Regions from separate parts of the Gasterosteus aculeatus genome. Here region 1 is linked to region 2. A link is a contact called in public Hi-C data. All regions are on one chromosome and are shown on one strand. Each heading gives the region's core, a stretch centred on a gene start, on an enhancer-like site or on the middle of the called end of the contact. The rest is flanking DNA. Distances are from core to core; before and after follow the strand shown. Region 1 holds the start of LOC120817088 (NXPE family member 3). Region 2 holds the start of pcdh18b (protocadherin 18b).

The links. Hi-C and Micro-C count contacts between places; a contact is called where the count stands out from the background.
Region 1: a contact with region 2 is called in a Hi-C map of skeletal muscle, with 14 times the contacts expected there. The contact joins the promoter of LOC120817088 here to the promoter of pcdh18b in region 2. A contact is called at or near these places in 2 of 6 Hi-C or Micro-C datasets (skeletal muscle and tail fin).

What each region holds. Positions count from the first base shown.
Region 1 is chr4:21,154,845-21,157,544 of fGasAcu3.hap1.1, forward strand. LOC120817088 (NXPE family member 3) reads right to left here and starts at 1,292. Exons shown (of 7, transcript XM_078101013.1): 1 at 1,211-1,292.
Region 2 is chr4:20,160,484-20,163,183 of fGasAcu3.hap1.1, forward strand. It overlaps pcdh18b (protocadherin 18b), which reads right to left and starts at 1,279. Exons shown (of 5, transcript XM_040174699.2): 1 at 1,156-1,279.

The DNA.
Region 1 (2,700 bases), core at 42-2,541, 990 kb after region 2:
GAGGATTTACCTGAGCTCCGACAAGCACGCCGACCTACGGTACCATCTTACGGACTTGATTTTGTGGAGCCTTGTAAGGCATAAAAATAACCATTGTCTGTGCAAATGGCATGTCAAATGTGGAAAGTGACTTTTGACATGGCATTGTGGTTTTAATGCTGCTATTGTTGTTTAGGACTGTGACGACCTTCCAGACATGTCCCACACCCAATAATCTACAAATGCAGTGAGGGTCTTGAAGACGTACAGCGTATGAGATATTCTTGTTCAGAACTGAGAACTTTAGCTCAAATTGAACTGTTTGCTAAAAGTGTTTCTTTTGTCATGTAGTCCAGTTGACTTGCAATTGTTTATCTGTATTTATAAGACCAGTAGATGAAATCCAGCATTCTGATTGGTTGAGAGTGAGTCACGGGGGTGCATTATTGAGCGATAATGTACAGTTGCTGTTCTCATTGATCCGAGCGTTCCATATCACTGCGCAATCAAAGTAACAGGTTAGCTTTTGTGCAACCGTGAGTTGACATTTTAGCTTTTAGCTCCGTGGCAATCGGCGAAAAAACCCTGGTAGTCCCACCAAATTGGTCGATCGGTTTCGGGCAATGCAAGCTTTTGCAACCGGACAATTAAGGTGGACATCATGAGCGATGTGACTAAATGAGATGGTGCTACAAACTACATATTCCCACTCAAAAGATGAAGGAATAGCCTTGATTCATGACATATTACACCTATGTGTTTCAATTCTGTATCCTTTTTGCACTTTAACATCCTGTTTAATGATTTTAGACCGAGTATGTCGAGTATCATTTTTCTAATAGACTGTATGAGCACATATTTTTTGGTGTAGGAAGACCTTTTTTTGTAACAAAACTTTGTTCGACGTAGTAAACTATCTGCTTCTGGCTCCGGCTAATTCATTCATTTTAATGCTGATACTATGTTTGATTCTATAAACATGGTCATATATTTTTATCTGTATGTAAATATTAAATTGGCAGTATCCAATAATACAGTCAAATAACAACACAATTTGGATAATGTAGTGTGATGTACCATGGACAAATTCCCAGTGAAATGTGGTGAAGCAGAAGTAGTAAAAATTATAAAATATAATTTCACACATGTACAGAAATTACAATGTAACATAGTCATTTTCGATAACAATTAACTTCATATTTACTGTGTTTAAGCGTTTCATGTGACCTACCTGAGCGAAGGTGCCTTTGGAGATTCTAATCATCAGATCGTGATCCGTCACTTGATCTCACTGGTTTACGGACACGATATTCTCTGTGTTTGACTTTTAGGTGTCTAGTGATGACATCCTGAATCTACGTCACAGTCAAAAACAAATACAGGAAGAATGGAGTATCAGGTTTCATCTAAATGAAACCTCCCTTTTAAATACAAATTTGCACTAGCAACTACAGAGAAGGACTTTCTATCAGCGCCAAAGTTCTTCTGGAAAACCATCCGGCACCTCAGGAGGGGGAAACGGGGAACCATCCAAGCTGTGTACAGTAAGGATGGGACCATGTTTAACGCAACTGAGGAGGTTCTCGGGCGGTGGAAGGAACAATTTGAGGAACTCCTGAATCCAACTACTACACCCTCTTTGGTAGAGGCGGAGGTAGAGGCGGAGCTGGAGGCGGAGGAGGGATCATCGTCAATTTGCCTGGTGGAGGTCACTGAGGTAGTCAAATAACTCCGCAGTGGCAAAGCCCCGGAGATTGATGAGATCCGGCCAGAGATGCTGAAAGCAATGGGTGTTGGAGGGCTGTCATGGTAATAGCTTAATTTGTTTCAATACAGCCTATGCAATACACTGTAACGTCCCTTTACCATGTTCATACATCTAAAATCCCTTTCCAGTATAATGCATGTTAAGCCACGCAGGCTGCACAAAATCTCCTGTCCCTGATTTCAAGGGCCACATCTGAAGAACCCCAGGGACAACGGCAGGGGCAGAGTCAGGTGATGGAGAGATACTGAAACGGCTAGATAGGCAGGCATGCACTCATGTCAATCTGCCAGTGAAATGTGTCATTAGTCTGGTTTTTACCTTGATGGCAGAAGTGCAATTACGGAACTGTCATGTAATTGTGCCTTTATTTAACCAAATCAGTTTTGAATGGAGTTATCTGGTTGTGTTGTGTTCTTTACTCTGGAATTCTTGGACATAGTGCGCTTGGTTGAGAGGGCGATAGTCTTCACATGAAGTCCAATGTGAAGAGGTTCGTGGCTGGGAGGCACTGACTCTTTCAAAGTCAGATTCACAAATATATGAATTCAACAAAGTATCGTAGATTCAAGTGGTTGCTTTCACATTGACTACTGGTTGTTTCTTATCCGGTATCATATATTCTTTTATGATACAGTGAAGCGTTCTGATTAGTTGAGAGTGAGTCACCATGTACTGAATTGAGCCATAATGTAACGTATACCCGTTAACATTGACCTGAGCGTTTCATATCAGTGCGGTGATCAAAATAACAGTTTGATTTTGCACCACCATTGGTTGTCATTTCAGTTTTTAGCTGGGTGGCGATCGCCTAAAAAAAGCCCGGAAACGCTGCATGCAAGCTTTTGCAACCGATTTAGGGCGCCTTTAAGCCATAGAGGACAATTCAGTTGGACGTCATGAGCGACGTGAATGAATGAGCTGGTCCAACATTGAGCAGGGAGACCTATTTTCTG
Region 2 (2,700 bases), core at 29-2,528:
CAGGCGACATAAACAACAAGGCTAAGGGGCACAGAGCATGTGTTCACAATGATTCTGGGAGAGCCGCCATGGTATGATTAGTTTCAGATTGCTCGGTCTCTCTCTGATCTTTCCATCTTTCTTCTTGAAAGCGTTTCCAGCCACAGACTTGGATCCAGACCGCACATTTCTCTCTCTCACACACACACACACACACACACACACACACACACACACACACACACACACACACACACAGAGTGAAAGAAAGAGTAGAGTGTAAGAGAGTAAGCTTTATAAAGTTTTTATGCCACTGCGAGCAGAAAAGAATTTTAAACCCAAGAGATTCACGTGCCTTAGACATGAAAACTTGCCCAAAAATGAAATAAAAAGCAGCATGGAGAAAAAAGGAAATTAAGCGGTGGGGCTGAAGCGGTAATGGCTGTGGCTCCTCTGACGTTCTCAAATTGAAGCCTCTCTTCTTCGGTTTTCAAAAAAACACCATCGGAGTGCCATAGGGTTTGGTGACTGCAACTAGTATAATATTGGTTTTGAATGATGTAAGGAACATTTCATTCTGGAGAGCACCAGCCAGCACTCGGCTCTGGAGACCCAATCTGAGACTAACGCTGGCAGTCTTCAGGCACAGACACATGGCATCGTATCCCACTGGTATTTGTCGATACGTAGAGCTAGTAGAAAGACAATCCTGCATATGTTGACTGTGGATCCCTTAAGACAGCTCATCTTACTTCTCCTGATCCCTTACTGTCTAGGGCTAAGGGCAAATCTTTTTTTTATTAATGCGATATTTGTCATATTCAAACACATATGCAGGGGGTTGGATTCAATTCTAAATGAGTGACAGTTATTCCAGTTAGTTGGACAACTAGTGATATTTTTGAGTTTTATAATTTGTTTCTTATATGTAGTGTTGCTCCCTCCCCCCACTGCAGTACACTTTCTAAAACACTCAATTTAAGTACAGAGCATGTGCTGGTAAAAACACTGAAGCTAATTAGGGTAACTTCAGTAGCAGGACCACGCCTCCAACACGCCTCTTCTGGTATTTCCATAAACCCCCTCTTCTCATTCTCGAGTACGCATTCTAAAACCAGACCGAAGGCAGGTATCACCAGATTGGACAGTAAAACTACTTACAATCAGCTTACCTACCCAACTTTCAGCATGGATGCCATTGCGGTTTCCACCTCCGACGACTTCACATTCAGAGAGGACCAAAACAAACCACCCCGAAGTCCGGAGGATTAATCCAACGGCGTCTACACGAAACAGACACCGCCTGGGCTCACTGCACACAGCCGAATGCTCCGTAACCACGCTTCGGTGCCATCCCCGACAATCTCCAACTGGACAGTCATAACGTTACAAAAAGTATTAACCCTCTATGGTATGATGTTGACTCTAGGCAACATACCCGTTTTTGGCCTTCTACATTCGCACAATACATCCCCAGTTCTGATGCAATACTTTGAAAAAGAGCCAGGAGTTTGAATTTGTCGCATGACTCTCTGGATGAAAACCTTTTTTGCTGACTTCTAATAGCTTGATGTACTTTGTTTGCTAAATATGTAATGTAAACCTGTAAAAATGCAAATGTTGCCTTGAGGCAACACCGTACCATTATGGGATTCACCACGACATTGTGGTACATGTTGATGGCATGCCAGATTTTACTGGAAGTTCAGGCAAGGCCGAAAACCGGGAGATCCCTCAGTAGGCAAATCAAATCAAATCCAGAGGGCCAGTAGATAAAAACAGGCAGGGTCAGAACCAGGATGGCAACCAGAGAGGCACACAAATCCGAAATGGGACAGGCAGAGAATACGTGGTCAAAAGGCAGGTAAGATCAGCGCAGATGGACTAATTCAGAAACACTGGAAGACTTTGCTTACGCACAAAATAATCTGGCAGGGAGCAACAAAATGTAACAGGATTAAATGAAGCTTAGGCGAAAATTCAGTCAGGAAGACTGGACAGGCTGTGCCGTTCCCTGGTGGCCTCCTCTCTCCCTGGGGGCGCACGGCCAGCTGATTAGGGGCGGGGTCGAGTAGTATCAGACGTGGGTGTCGTCACCGTAAACCAATCGCATTGGGGCAGGCAACGTTAAAAAACTGTTCTCCTCTCTCTTGCTGTCAGTTGTCATTTCAGCACGCTCCAAAGGTGAGGATTATTTTTCGCCTGGATTAGCAGCGATCGTGACGGCAAAGGAATGTCCGATTCGGACAGCGATTTATTCCGGAGACGCGAGTCTCAACAACCGGAGCCGGCCAGCAGCCCACCGAGCGGCCGGCGCAGGAGCACTCGTCTCACAAGGCGCAGCGGCTCCACTACGAACGAGCAAGAAGAAATTCTCACTCAACTACAGAACCGCGGCGTGACTGCCGCACCGGGGCTCCCTCTCTCACAGCTGCGGGACTTGGTGAAACACACAGCGGGAGGGGAGCGCAGCGATCCCTCCCCGCCTCCCGCGCCAGGACGGAATCGCACCCGGAAGTCGGGACCAATACAGCCGCCGCAGGCGAGGCGGAGGAAAACTGCTACCCGGTCCAATTCTCCACCAGCGACGGCAGGCACGTCGGGCCCAGACGCCGTGGTAATCGCAACGCTACAAACATTGGTCAACACGATGGGCACCATAGAGGCGCGCCTGCAGCACCTAGGGGACAGGCAGCCCACTCCATCCACCTCATTCGGCGC